Linked DNA regions of Sus scrofa: all the other regions are linked to region 1. Evidence: chromatin contacts called from public Hi-C and promoter capture Hi-C data. All regions are on one chromosome and are shown on one strand. The core of a region is the stretch at or near the end of the contact, and the rest is flanking DNA. Distances in the headings are between cores, read along the strand shown.

What was found. Promoter capture Hi-C pulls out the DNA fragments that hold promoters and counts their contacts. Hi-C and Micro-C count contacts between places; a contact is called where the count stands out from the background.
Region 2: a contact with region 1 is called in a Hi-C map of omental adipose tissue, with 1.8 times the contacts expected there. The contact joins the enhancer-like site here to the promoter of POFUT2 in region 1. A contact is called at or near these places in 5 of 5 promoter capture datasets (fetal liver, fetal skeletal muscle, liver and 1 more), 8 of 47 Hi-C or Micro-C datasets (4-cell embryo, adipose tissue, blood and 3 more) and 1 of 2 datasets of contacts at active chromatin or transcription factors (skeletal muscle).
Region 3: a contact with region 1 is called in a promoter capture Hi-C map of fetal liver, with 3 times the contacts expected there. The contact joins the enhancer-like site here to the promoter of POFUT2 in region 1. A contact is called at or near these places in 3 of 5 promoter capture datasets (fetal liver, fetal skeletal muscle and liver), 13 of 47 Hi-C or Micro-C datasets (adipose tissue, embryonic fibroblasts, epiblast stem cells and 8 more) and 1 of 2 datasets of contacts at active chromatin or transcription factors (skeletal muscle).

What each region holds. Positions count from the first base shown.
Region 1 is chr13:207,816,024-207,820,796 of Sscrofa11.1, reverse strand. It overlaps POFUT2 (GDP-fucose protein O-fucosyltransferase 2), which reads left to right and starts at 2,659. Exons shown (of 9, transcript XM_021071525.1): 1 at 2,659-2,839; 2 at 4,404-4,654. The coding sequence starts at 2,709.
Region 2 is chr13:207,943,701-207,948,473 of Sscrofa11.1, reverse strand. All of the region lies in intron 2 of COL18A1 (collagen alpha-1(XVIII) chain), which reads right to left. Among named protein-coding and RNA genes, the nearest start is that of COL18A1, 38 kb to the right of the region's middle. Within about 2 kb of position 2,648, at least 4 of the 83 cell types and tissues checked have an H3K27ac peak or open chromatin away from gene starts, as enhancers often do. A contact at or near this core is called in liver and omental adipose tissue, where this site is marked.
Region 3 is chr13:207,922,900-207,927,672 of Sscrofa11.1, reverse strand. The region is part of intron 2 of COL18A1 (collagen alpha-1(XVIII) chain); the gene reads right to left. Among named protein-coding and RNA genes, the nearest start is that of COL18A1, 17 kb to the right of the region's middle. Within about 2 kb of position 2,557, at least 20 of the 83 cell types and tissues checked have an H3K27ac peak or open chromatin away from gene starts, as enhancers often do. A contact at or near this core is called in epiblast stem cells, fetal liver and omental adipose tissue, where this site is marked.

The DNA.
Region 1 (4,773 bases), core at 1,410-3,909:
GGAGCACCCAGCCCCTAACCCCAGCAGGAGGACCGAGGCCCCACTGGGGTCTTGCTCCCCTATTGGGGAGCCAGGCCCTTTGATTGTGGGGCACTTTGTGACTCTCTCTCAAAACAGCTTTGACTTTGCTTGGGGTCTCACCAGCTCCAGGGCAACAGAAAACGTCTAGCTTATACCGCTTTGCACTCAAATCTTTTCAAAAGGCGAATGTTTGCCCACAAGAATCCCACCTGCTCTTCCAAAGTGACAGAAACACCCAGCAGTGTGGGCGGTCACTCCTGGGCAGTGACGGAGGACAGTGACCAGCTGTCCTTGGCCACGTGCGGCCCGGCGTGGCTGCAGCGAGGGGCCTGCAGGGACCCCATCGTGAGGGCTCCCTGCAGGGATAGAGGAAAGGACCTTCCTTTCCTGGGGCGCTGCATGCAGGTCCCCGGCCTACAGAGAACGTGTAGGTCCGTAAGGGCGTAACTTCAGCCAGAAGGTGCCTTGGCCAAGGAGTGGGGGGTGTGGGTTTTGTTCGTGTTCCTGGAAAGGGGACTTCCAGGGGCCAGGGTGGCACAGGGCAGGCATTCTGGACCTCCCAGGGTCCCTCATGGGGGTTTTCCCCAGGCCAGGAGGCCGAGGGGGCCTTAGGGCCTGGTCCGCAGTGAGGGTACAAGTGCAGAGGTTGGTTCCGGTCTTCAGGGGGCCTCCAGTACCCCCATCACAGAGGGAAGCCCTGGCAGGAGGGTGGCCGCACTGGCTGGAGTGGCGGGGACCCTGCGGTGTCGAGGACTGTGCTGCCTCATGCTGAGGGGGTCAGCTGAGACAAGGACCCTTGATGGTGGTTTCATGTGTCATGTGGCTGGACTAACGGTGTCTAGACAGCTGGTAAAGCAGTGTTTCTGGGTGTGCCCTGTGGGTGTTTGTAGAAGAGTTGAGTGTGTGACTCTCTAGGGGAGCAAAAACCACTCTGTCCTCGGGGGCCGGGGCGGAGGGGGGCTCATCCAATCATTAGGAGCAGAGCAGGAAGGAGGAGGAAGGGCGAATCCACTCTTTCTTCCCAAGCTGGGACCTCAGAGCTCCTGGTTCTGGAGCCTCTGGACTCCGAGGGAATCTTACGGCAGCTCTCGGGTCTCGGGCTCGCAGCGGCAGGCCCCCAGGACCCCGGGAGCCCCTCCCTGTAACACCTCTCATCTGTCTGTCCCCCGAGTCCCGCTGCTTTGGAGAAGCCTGACCGCTGCAGAGCCCAGGTGGGGTGTCAGTGTGGCCTTTTCCCGGCTCCCACGGTGGCACAAGCTAGACACTGGAGAGGAGAGGGTGCCGGCTCCCAGTTCCACTTGGCTCGTGGGAGGGGCAGTCCTCAGGAGTACGTGCGCTTTGACTTGCTCTCAGGTGAACACATAGGGATGAAACGGCTGCCTCCGGGGCAGGTGTGAGTCTCACTGTACGAGAAGCTGTAGGAGCATTTCTGAGGTGATGTGTGTGGATACCTTGCTGACGGCGTACCGGGTCCCAGCTGAGCCTCGGCTCGACGCCGGGGGTTGTCAGCGTCGCGTGTGACCATTCTGCCCAGCAAACAGTGGGACCTTGCTGTGGTTTTCATTTCCATTTCTCTAATGATGCCAGGCACCCTCCCAGGTGGACGGTGGCAAACACGCTTGGTCCCAGACACCTCCGAGCGAAAAAGGCTTGGACGGCAAAGACAGCCAATAATTCCACCTTGCCTGAGCCTTCACTTCATGGCAGCGAGGGGCTGGCCGCAGCCACCCTGCCTCAGAGACTGAGGTTTCAAACCAGGAGCTACAAAGGCCCCATCGTCCTAACAGGTCAGGTACAGTTCTTGGCCCCAGGCAGGAGCCACCAGGAGCTCCGACCTCTCAGAGATAGTGCCCAGTGCGGGCACAGGTCTGTGGGGCACTCCTGGGAATGGGGCGCAGTGAAGGGCGGGGAGAGGGCCCCCTGCTGTGGAAGGAGAGATCCTGAGGACAACCGCTCAGCCCGCCCCGACCAAGGGACACACACCATCCCACCCCATCCCCCAAATGTCCCAGGCTCGCCGCCCGCTCTGCCCTCCTCGCGCTGTGAGACTGCGCCCAGCCCAGCATCGGGTACCCCCGCCCTGACGGCCTCCTGCCACACCTACCTCTTGGGAGAGACCCAGTCATCTCAGAAACTGCCCAGCAGCGCTAATTCAAGGCCCGCGGCGGGCCAGGCGGATCTGCGACCCAGGTACCCCACCTGGCCAGCCGTGAGGGTCTGAGGTCAGTCCCCTGGCTTGCCCGCCCCCAGGCCACACGCTGACAGTGTTCGCACCTGGTGCGGAGGCGGAGGCAGCGGAGCCCAGGAGGAGCCCGGCTTGGCGGGCAGGTGAGGGTGTCGGCGCCTAGACACCTGGCCCCGCCCCAGACACGCCCCGGGCACGCCCCCAGGCTCCAGCCCGCTCCCTCCGGCTCCAGCTCCGCCCCAGCTGCCTCAGGGCAACCTGCCCCGAGGACGTCCTAGAGCCCCGCCCATAGGTAGGCCACGCCCATCTGTCCCGCCCCTCGTCCCGCCCCTGCTCCCCTCGCAAGTTCTGCCCCAGGAGCTTCCGGACGCGGAGTCACACAAGACGCATGCGCTGGGCGGGCTCCGGAGCGTTGCCGTGGCTACAGGTGACGCTACGCTAGAGCGCGGGCTGCGCTTCCGGGGCGGGGCGCGGTCGCCGGAAGTGTGTGGCCGCCGGGGCCATGGCGGCGCTCAGCGTCGTCTGCCTGCTCCTCGGGGCAGCGTCCTGGCCGCCCGTCGCAGCCTCGGGCGAGGAGTTCTGGCCGGGCCAGTCGGCAGCCGACATCTTGTCGGGGGCGGCGTCCCGCAGACGGTAAACGCGCGTCCGCGCCCTCTGCGGGGCTGGGGGGCTGGGACCGGATTGGGGGTGGCGGCCGGCGGTAGGGGCGGGGCTGGGAGCGGAGCGGAGGGGCCGGCCTGGGGCAGAGGATCCTACAGATAAACAAGGCTTGGCTTTCTTAAGAACCACCCATTCGAATATCCGGTTCTCGGGCTCCTCAAACCCCGGGCAAGGCCCGCATCACCTAACAGGGGCCCACGGCCTGCGCTTCCTGGGGCTCCGGGAGGTCCCGGCTGCCGGGGCTACCTTGGCTCGCGCCCCCCGCCTGGGAGCCCGACGGGGAGCGGAGGCCGATCCATCCAGATGTTGGTTGTTTTCGTAGATAAGTCTCAGGAATGAGAAACAAGCCTCTGGGTCGTTCAGCGGTTACTGAGGGCTTGACCCAAACCAGACCGCTGGATGCGGGGTGTAGAGATGGTGAATGGGCCCCTTCGTCTCGGTGTTGGCAGGCTTGGGGGGTTAGAGCCCCAAGCCGAGGATTACCAAGCAGCCTCATCTGCAGGAGCAGAGATTGTGGGAAGAACTAATGCAGAGAAGGGAGGGGGGCGGACAGAAGCCGAGGACCCCTGCCTGGGTTTTGTAGAGGGGTCTTGCTTTGGATAGGGCAGCAGTTCTCCAAGTGTGTCCAAGGACCCCCAGCTGCCAGGCCTTAGAAACACCAGGTTGCTGTCTGTTCTTTTGCCCACATTCCCTCTTGAGTTTACTGTGGGGTTTTTCCAGAGACCATCAGGCCTGTGATACACAGGGGATGCAGAAGCAGGCAGGAAAATCCAGCTGTCACCAGACCAAAGAAATTTGCAAAAACTGAAAACATTGCTACTCTTCTTACTAGTAGGAAAATACACAGGCGTTCTCACTGTGGCTTGGGGTAATGAACTGGATTAGTATCCATGAGGATGCAGGTTTGATCCCTGGCCCCACTCAGTGGGTTAAGGATCTGGCTGTTGCCGTGAGCTGTGGTGCAGGTCGAAGCCACCTCTCCCATCTGGTGTTGCTGTGGCTGTGGTGTAGGCCTGCAGCTGCAGCTCCAATTAGATTCCTGGCCTGGGAACTTCCATATGCTGCAGGTGTGGCTCTTTTAAAAAAAGAAAAAAAGAAAAAAAAATACGCTTATTTTTCATTTGGAAATTCTAATGATAACAGGTGGTAGGCTTATTATCGTTACTTTTAAGGAAATTCGTAAATACTTTTGAGAATTCTTTAGCTTCTAATACAGGAATCAACAGGTTTAACCCACATAAACAACGTCCTGGGGTCCTCAGTCATTGTTAAGAGTGTGCAGGGGTCTGACGACCAAGAAGGTTGAGGACCCCGGAGTACAGGTGCTCAGGCTCTAGGCGCTGAGACTCCCCTGCGCTTAGCTGTGACCATTGCTGTGGTTAAAGGGGTGCTGAGATGTCTTCTGCGCCTGCTTAACGGGTCCCCTAGAAATGGGTGGGTAGCTGCCTCCACTTTCCAGACCAGAAACCACTAGCCTTGTGTGGGTGGGGGGTGGGGGGTCTTCTGTGCGGAGCCCTGACCCGCTCTTCCCTGCCAGGTACCTTCTGTACGATGTGAACCCCCCGGAGGGCTTCAACCTCCGCAGAGACGTCTACATCCGAGTCGCCTCCCTCCTGAAGACGCTGCTCAAAACCGAGGAGTGGGTGCTGGTCCTGCCCCCCTGGGGCCGCCTCTACCACTGGCAGAGCCCCGACATTCACCAGGTCCGGATCCCCTGGGCCGACTTTTTTGATCTTCCGAGTCTCAACAGGAACATCCCTGTCATTGAGTACGAGCAGTTCATTGCAGGTGAGGCGGTCTCTCACCTGGGGCCGGAGGGCCTTGCTTCTGGGGGGCCAGCTGGGGCTCCTCTCCGGTCCCCGCGCCGCCAGTGCTCTCGGTCTTTCCGTGGTTTTTCTGGGGACATA
Region 2 (4,773 bases), core at 1,399-3,898, 130 kb before region 1:
GCCACAGCCAACATCGTGCTTCGTGGTGAGAAACTGGAAGCTTTTCCACCAAAACGAGGTACACGGCAAAGACCACTCCCCCCCCTCCTTTCCAACCCCGCGCGGGACAGTCTGGCGACCCCCGTGACACGAGAACTGGAGATGAAAGCACGTGGATCGAGGAGGAAGAAGTGAAAGTGTCCATTTGCAGGTGGCCAGTCGGAAAGAGAACTGAAGAAGAGCCCAAACAATCGTCCAAAACCCCTCTCGGAACGAGCAAGGCTGGCAAGGGTGTAGAAAGTCCATCACTTTCCTCTGTACCAGCCATGAGTGAGTCGAACTTGAAGTTCAAAATACAAACCGCTCACATCAGCAGCCCCCCCAGAGAAGAAGTACTTACTCACATTCACCCCAGGCACAAACGCGACCCCTGGACAGGCCCTACATGAGCAAAACGACACTGTTCCGACAAAAGAAATCAGAGAATAAATAAACGCGAGGGGGCTCCATGTTCGTAACTAGGAGATTCGATGCTGTCAAAATGCCGGCTCTTCCCACTTGACGTGCTGAGTCAACGCAATCCCAGCAGAAACGCCAGCACTTTGCTACCGCAGGAAAAGCCCCGCCGGCTGCCTCGGTCCCGAAGGAGAAGAACGACGTCGGACTTCGACACCACCCGCCTTCAAGGCCCGGCGTGAGGCTACGGTGAACAAGGCGGTGTGGAGACAGAGCGGATAAACCGACCAGCAGAACAGAAGAGAGAGCCCAGAAACGGACCCACGCGAGTGTAGTTAACCCATCTTTAGTTAAGAAGCAAAGGCACTGCAACGGGGGAAACAGACTCTCCAACAAATGGTGCTGGAACAACCGGACGCTACATGCAAAAAAAAAAAAAAGGAAGAAGAAGACTCTCAACACGGACCTCATGCCCTTAACAAAACTCACTCACAGTGGATCCCAGGCCTACACGTAGCCTGGGAAACTGCAAACCTCCCCAAAGACAACGTGGGGAAGCCACTCATGGCCCTGGGTTTGGGAATGACTTTTGAGATACAGCACCACAGGCACGATCCTTGAGGGAACCGAAGCTGGACTCCCCGACATGGAAACTTCTGTTCCCCAGAAGGCACTGTTAAGAGAATGAGAAGACGAGCCACAGATTGGGAGAAAAATGTGCCGAGCACGAATCCGATGAAGGACCGTGACCCAAACACACAAGCCACACCTGAAACCCGACAATGAGATGAAAATATGGACAAAACTCCCCAGAGAAGAAGACAGACGGCAAATCGGCCCAGGAGAAGACAAATGATGACAACGACGGCAGAGCCCGCTGCACGGCTCAGCACGGCCCGCAGCCCGACGGTGACGAGGACGAGCGCCGGGGCGGCGGGACCTCTGCCACGGCTGGGCCCCGGAGCCGCGCCGCCGCCGCTCTGGGAGACGGTCTGGTGGCTTCTCACGAAACGCCCCCTGCTCTTCCCGGGGAACCCAGCGGCCAGGTTCCACGGGGTTATCGAGGGCTGGAAACTGTGTTCCTACGAAAAGCTGCACGTCTAACAGCCACCTTACTCACAGCTGCCAAAGCCTGGACGCCACGAGATGTCCCTCAGGAGGACCAACCCTGGTCCCTCCCGACAGGGACGCGAGTCGGCGCGAAAGAGAACCGCGCGATCAGGTCCCGAGCAGCCCGGGGGAGCCCGGGCCGCGCGCTCCCGGGGAAGGAAGCCGGGCGAACCGACTCCAGACTGTCTGAGTCCAGCTGTCGGACCCTCTGGAAAAGGCCCAACTGTGGGGACGGCGGAGGGACCCGCGTTTGCCGGGAACCGGGGTGGGGAGGGATGAGCAGGGGGAGCCCAGAGGACTTGCGGGGCAGTGACGAGGCCCCACTACACGTGGGTACGAGTCATCGGATCCCCAGACTGGGCAACCCCGACGGCGAGCCCTGGGCTTTGGGTCGGGGTGACTGTGACGAGTCGACGCAGGCTCGTCATCACCACGGAGGACCGTCTGCGGAGCCGCGGCAGTGGGGAGGCGGGGGGACACAGGAACTCTCTGTACCTTCCCCCGAGTCCGCTGTGAACCCGAAACTGCCCTAAAAAATAACCCTTTAAAAAAAATCTGGCACATGATAAAAAAAAAATAAGCAAACATTACAACACTATCATGAGATAAAACGGAAGATGAAAGCCACTAAGTGGGACAAAGGGGATGGTAATTTGGACGGGCCACTAGACGGGGTGTGCAGGCCCCCCCTGCACCCCATGCCTGCGGAGGGGGGTCCTCGTCCTCGACAGCGGCCCTGGCCTCCCCCCGCCATGGTTCCGTGACGACGGAACGAAAGCACCTCAGTGGGAAACCGATGGGGTGTCTAATCCATCCCCGGCCCTTTGTCACCTGAGGCCACCGCCCCGTCAGGACAGGACCCCGGCCTCGACGCACGGAGAAAAGGCTGAGAACAGACCTCTCGGGCCTGGGGAGCATCCCAGTACCTGGAGAGGCCACCCCACCCCGCGGACACCTCGACCCAATTACAACGTGCAAATCTGCGTGCGCGTGTCCACCCGGACCCAGTCACAGGCGCGGGGAGCGTTTCTGACGAGCGAGGAGAGGAAGTACCCACGGGCCTCCCGGGAGCCTCTGAAGGAAGCGGTGCCCTCCCACGGGGGCAGCGGGCATCAGTGGTTAACGCAGGCTGAAGGGACCGGGCAGGGAGCAGGCACGGTTGCCGACACTGTGCAGGAGGAGAGGAGCTTCCGGGTACACAGCGAGGTCCCCGTCCGCACAGTAAGGGTGGCAGGGAAACGCACACGCGGGCGCACAGGTGCACGCCCGACGCGCAACCGCGGCAAAACCACAGGCCCCACAGAGGTCTGTCCCCCAGCATGTGGGACCTGAGGGTCCCGTTACTCTGCAAAGGGACCCTCGCAGGGGGGAGGAGGCCAGCCAGTGTAGCCCACCCCAGGCACAGAACCTCTCCCGGTCAGAGAGCCAGCCAGACATGGCAGCTCCAGGAGGCCAGGAGGCAGGGCCAAGGAATGCAGAAGCCTCCAGAAGCTGGGAAGGCAGGAGCCTCCAGAGGCTGGGAAGGGAGAAGCCTCAGAGGCTGGGAAGGCAGGAGCCTCCAGAAGCTGGGAAGGGAGATGCAGAGTCTCCCCTAGAGCCCCAGGAGCCTCACAGCCCTTCATATACCTTGTTTTGGGCCTAGAAAAGCTGATTTTGGAATCTGGCTCCAAAGGTAATACATTTGTGTTGACTTGAGGCCCCGAGTTTGTGGTTATCTGTCCCAGTGGCCGCAGGACACCCCTGCACATCTTTGCAGATCCACAGCGAGGGGCCGGGGAGCTCCCAAGCGGCCGGGTCCTCGCTGAGTGTGTGTGCACTCTGGAGGAACGGTTAACCCAGGGGAGAAGCAGGGAGGATGAGATGACAGCAGAGTGGCCCTCAGGGGCTGAGAGTGGCAGGTGCAGGCAGCCCCAGGGCCACCCCTGCAGGTGTGCAGGTTGCATCAGAGCACTGGCCACTCTGCACAATCTCTCCTCAGGTCCGAGGCCTCTGTCTGCAGAACCTCTGCCCGTGACCTCACCCCGGTCCCTCTGACCCCAGCTCCCTCCCCACTCTCAGGTGAACGGCCCCGTCGGCCCACCCAAGGACGGGACGTGCGCTGGCTCTCACTCCCTGTTCCTCTGGGGCAAGAGACCCTGCACTGGATCCCCAGCAGTGCGCTGCTCCCCACAGCACCGCGGCCTGGGGACACACCTGCAGGGACGGGGGGTGGCCAGGCCTGCCCAGCTGGGGGCCCAGCCCGACAGGGACACAGAGGGAGCTGGCGGGGCCTGGGCGGCTGCCCTGCCCTCTCCCTACCGGGCACGGCACAGGTCTCCCTCTGGGCCACCTCTCCATGGCCGTATGTCCCCCCAGCCGCGTGCCAGCCCCAGCCCCTCCTCCCCTGCCTGGGTGGGGGCGGAAGGAAGCAGATGGGGGGAGCACTGGGAATGGGGGGGATGGGGCTGAGGCCGCAGGCTGCTGTGCCAGGACCAGGGGGCCTGTCCGCACGCCCCCCCCCCCAGCCTACCGTGAGGGGAGTGGGCCCGACTCTGCCCCGGGTCCGTCACACGCTGCAGGACACTCTGAGAGGGGGGATGGAAGCAGTAGTGCCACGGGGTGGGGGGAGCCTCTGCAGGCAGTTCTAGGAAGGAAGCGACCCCTCCTCCAAGAAGATGCCCCACCCCCACCCCAGGAACTTCACTAGCCGGAGACAGCTGCACCCCAACTCGCCCCCCACCCTGCGGCCACCTGCACCTGCCTCAGCACATGGTGGGAGGGCGTGTCCAGTGCAGCACAAGGTGCCAGCGGTGGGTGGTTCCCCCCTGAGGTCCCCCCCAGAGGCCAGAGAAGCCCTGGGCCTGTGGGACCTTCCCCAGCCAGGCCACACCCAGCGGGGTCCCCGCTGTGACAAACATCTGAGCCAGATGACACAAGAATCCCTGGACTTCTGCTGGGAACACAGCCTCCCTCACAGGCTGGGGCCCTGCCAATGTGTGCAGATGTCCAGTGAGCTGTCCCCTCCAGGCCACTCCGCTGACCAGGCCAGCTGTGGTCAGGGAAATTCCACAGCCCACGCGGCCCAGCCTGGGCCTTGCGGGCAGGAGAGCCCTCCTGCGCCCGCCCCCAGCCCCGTGCCCAGCCGTGGCTGCGCCTCCTCCCAGAGGCGAGCTGCCTGGGGTCCAGCGGCAGGGCGTGTGTGTCCAAGGCCTGGGCGGGCAGGAGGGGTGAGGAGGAGGGAGAGGAGGC
Region 3 (4,773 bases), core at 1,308-3,807, 110 kb before region 1:
TCTCAAACCAGGTCCTCACCGTGTGGCCCAAGGTAAAAGCAGTGTCACCAAAGAGGTGACAGCCAGCACGGGGCCCGCAGGCCTGACTACAGAGGCTTCTCCCTCGGGGGTGCTTCTTCAAGGGCCCCACACCATCCGGGCTGCCCCGAGCACCCCGACGCCCCGCGTGTCCCCAGAAAACCTCTGGGGCTGGACCCTGCCTGCCCGACTCACCCCACCCCACCCGACAGGACCTTAACCTGCAGCCTGTCCGTGTCCCACAGACCAGCACAGCCTCCATCTGTCTAGACGGCTGCTCAAAGGCCCCGGGGTCAGCCCACACAGGTCAAGGTCAGGACGGCCCACACCAGGGCAAGGCCAGCGCTGCCCAGAGATGGGCGGCCTGCTGGGGTCCAGAGGCCAGGACCCTCCAGGACCTCTGGGCAGGATGAGGCGGAGCCCCGATCGCCATCCCAGCTGCCAGCCTGCCCCTCAGACACAAGGTGTGGGGTGGGAAGGGCCGAGGCAGAAGGGCCGGGCCGCCAACCCGCCTCCCCCTCCTCTGGGCCTGTCTCAGGGCAGACACATCCTCACCCCTGGCCCGTCAGACGGGAGAAGCCCTGGTCTCGGAGCTGAGAGCAGTGGTTCCCGGAGCGCCCACACCTGTGCCTGCAAGGGGGTTCCTGCGTCCTGCTCCCCAAGGCCGGGGTCAAAGAGCAGAAAGGCTGCCACGCCCCCCAGGGTCCCTGGCGAGGCCGGCCCCTGTCCCTCAGCGGCCCCCCCCAGCGCCCCCACAACAGCCTCCTCAGGCCCACCCCCGCACGCCCCCTTCCCCGCCGCCCAGGTGTGAGAGAAACTGAGTCACAGAGCGGGTCCAGGGCTGGTCACCAACACAAGGACACATCCAGAGAATGGGACCTGGTGGGGTCCCCCAAAGTTACCGCAAACCTGCTCTCCCCGACAGGCCTCTCCCGGGGGTACAGCCTGGGACCAGGTCTGTGGGATAAGCCTGCATCCAGCCCGGTCGCCTGCAGAGGCCTGGGGGTTCCGGGCCCTCTGAGCGCCCCCGCCAACACCTCCGGAAGCAGCCCAGCCGCTGCCCGGGGCCCCCACTGCCCGGGGCTCCCGCTGAGCTCCCAGCTCCCTTGGGAAGCACACGGCCCCCCGGGCACACCTGGCGGGAGGGAGGCGCCTCGTTATTTGAAAGTCCGTTCAGAACGTACCTACAAAAGACAGGGCTTTTCCCTCATTCGAAAGATGGAACACCGCGCCCCCGTCCCCTCAGCCGCGCTTCCTACTGACATGGGACAAGCGCAGCCTGCGTCTGTCTCCACGTTCTGCTCCGAGCCCCGGAAGGTCAGAAGAAATCAAAGAGTCTGTGACCCCTTTCAAAACGAAACTGCTGTTATTTTCTTTGGCTAAACTGTTCAGTCAAGTTTCAAAGAGGATTAACATCTGTGCTCGCTGCTGTTTTTCTCTAGAACCTTCTGGCCTTTTCTCATGCGGTCGTTGCGGGAGGGGGCCGGGCCCGCGGGGGCTTCTTGGGAGCCCATCACTGCACATCGGACTCCGCTCTGGAGGTGGGGCGGGGGCCGAGGGGCCAGGCCAGCCTGTGCAGTTTCCACCCACAGAGCGGTGGGAGGGCGACACTGCATCCGTGGGCGGGGGGCACCTGAGCCGGCCCTGCATCACGTCCTCACACCTCTCAGCACGGAGCCCGGGCGTGGGGGGGTGGTCACAGGCGACCTGCTCCGGGGCCCGTGGGGAAGGATGCAGCCCAGGAGCCTGGAGGCGGCTGCAGCGGACCCTGGGGGAGCCCCCCTGGGAGAGCCCACCTAGGGAGCCCTCAGGCAGGCAGCTCTCGGCCAGGCTCATAAGAGGGGCCTCCCCAGAGTCCTGGCGCCAGCCTGCCTGCCCGTCCCTGGGGCTCCAGCCCCGCAGGACATCCCTGTGGTCGTGTCCCCCGGGCCAGGGCGAGAAGCAGAGCAGGCCCCTGGGCCCTTGGTAGCCTTTGTTCCACTCGACCCTGAGAGCAACGTGCCGGGACCGGTGGGTCCCCAAGGCCTCTGTCCGTGCCTCCTGCCGGGCCCCACAGGGCCAGCCGGGCCCCACGTGGGCGGCTCTCCCCTCCCCTTCCTCCAAAGTCCACCCCAGCCCTGGCCCTGCAGGCGCTGCCCTAGTCCTGGGCCAGGGTCCGAAAGAGTCTCTAGTAACAGACACTGAAGCTCAGGGGCAGCCGGGGACCCCGTGGGGATCTCGGCGAGAATCCTGTCGGCTTCAGCCAGGTGCCCAGCCAACTCCTGGGGCCCTGAGAACATGGCCAGCCTGGGAACCCCCATCAGAATGGGCCTCCTCCCGCACCCGTGCCATCCCCACCTGGCCTCCACGGCGCAGTGGGTCCCTCCCCGCCCCCAGGCCACGGCAGAATGGGTCGCTGCATGTGTGCAGCAGGCGCTGGGGGGGCTGTGAACGCCCCCAGCCCTGGGCCCCAGCAAGAGCTCTGCTCTGTCTCAGGCCCCCCTCCCAGGCTGCCTGACAGCCCAGATAAGCTGCTGCGAATGGAATGTGACCTCCCTCTGGGGTGTCAGGCCCCAGCTTTGCAAATAAATCACCTGGAAGACAAATGACAGTGCCTGACAGTCCCCGGGTCCCTGCGGGTCCACTCGGTCCCGTCTGTTCCTCTGATCCCTGCCTTGGTCCCCATGCCGCCCGGCTGACCCACTGGGTGGGTGACCGGGCGGCAGAGCCTCGTGACCCCGGCTTCCAGAGCCAGCCAGTGTCCGCTGACCTGCCGCCTCGTCGAAAGGGCCGGGCTGGGGCCTCTGCCTGAGGCCATAAAAGTTCTCCCCATGTGGTCTCTGCCTAGAAGTAAAAGCAAATTCACCCGCCAGAGCACGAGACCTGAGGCCAGGACCGCGTCTCCGCATTCCTGGGCTTCCAGCCGCGCAGGCAGCCACCCACCCACTGTCTCCATCTGCCTTTGTAACCGGACCCGGGGTCACCAGGAGCGCCCCGGCCTGCCCCTTCTGCACCTGGCACAGGCCCCAGTGCCCCTCCCCAGCACCCAGGCAGGTGGCTGCCTGCCCTGAGGGGGAGCAGAGAGACCAGAGTTCCACCTGCTCAGAACTCTAGCCCATACCCCGCTTCATGGCCACAGTGCTCCCTGCACGTGGCAGCTGCCTGGACGCGACAAGCAGGGTGGCAGGGCCCTCTTTAGGATCAGGGAGGGGACGGGGGGTGGCTGTCGGGGGGGGGTCACAGGCAGCCTCCCGGGGCCAGGCCCTGGGAGAAGGGGAGGGGGCACCAGCAGCAGAGGCCACAAAGCCGTGGTGACACGGCTCACAAAAGACTGCGGATGGGGGAACCAGGCCAGTGGGTAGAGACACCCAGCAGTGCATCAGGCTGGACAGATGCCGTGGGTGGGGCTCTGCGATGCACCTGCCCCTGTCCTCGGCCGCCTCACCAGGCGGAGGATCCTGGGGGACCGCTCGGGGCCAGGTCCTCGGCTCAGAGCCTAAAGCAGAGGAAGGTGCTCCAGCCCATCCGGGGACAGGAGGGGAGAAGAGGAGCCTCCCCGGAGGCAGCTCCAGCCCGCAGAGTCTGCTGTGGGCGCAGAGGCTGCACAAACGAGTGGACGGGGGGCGCCGTGAACGAACAGACCCCCGGGCCGGCCCCGCATGCCAGGAGCCTCCTGCCAGCCCGCTCTGCCTTCGTCCCGCACAGCCACCATCCTTCCCCCGAGTGCGGCGTGAGCAGAGAGCAGCGCCCTCCATTCCGGCCGAGGGTCAGCAGACAGGCCGCTGCCCGGGATGCTGGTCACACCCCTTCCCGCAGGACTCCGACGACGAGGACCTTGGGATACGACGGGGGACCACGTTTAGGGAAAGCCACAGCCCGAGTCCAGAGACGGCGCGGCTTCAGAGAGAATGTCTCTTCCAAGCGAAAGGACCTCCCCGGAGCATCAGGAAGCCATTGAAATAAGCCAGGAAGCACAGACACTCAACTTCGTGGCTGAGCCTGGAAAACATGAAGTCGGTGAGAGAAGCCAGACCACGGGACACACACCGCGGCGTCTATCCGCCCAAACATCCGAGCCGGTGAGCCCAGAGGCAGGAAGCAGCTGAGTGGGAGCCGGGCGGGTGCGGGGGAGCGACGCCCGCGGGGAGTCGTTCCCAGGCGGAACGTCCGACGTCCTGATGGTGGCATCCCGTGGCAGGTGTACTGTCACCGAACCCTCCTTTAAAATGGTTAGATTCAGGCTATGTGGGTTTTACTCCTATAAGGACTTAAGGAGCCTGGTTGTTCCCCAGCCTGCAGGACAGAGAGAAGGACACAGCCATCCTGGAGTCTCCCGACCTCAGGTCCAGGCCTGGCCACGCCCCTGGGTCACTGTCAGCCCCCGGGGGAAGGGCCACCACCTTCCCAGTCTGCTCAGCCCTGTGCAGGGAGGCCGCCCCCACGGGAGCTTCTTCACAGCCCCCAGCCTCGCTCACGCATGCACTCCTGAACCCCCAGGGACATAGTGTGGCGAGGCGAGCCCTCAGAAGTGCTCTTAGGGCGACCGGAGGGGCAGTCAGGAGGGCTGCATGGGGGAGGTGGCCTGGGCACATCCGCCCGCCTCGGCTCCGACTCGGGAGACCTGGGGTCTTCTGGCTGGGAAGCAGTCTTCACCACGGAGAGGCCGACCCCGGAGGCCCCAGGCGGTGAGTCACTGCGCCTCATTGCTTAGCCGTGAGCTCGCCGCCCAGGTGCCAGCCTGTGCATCCAGGCCGCACCCTCTCTGCTTCCCCGTCG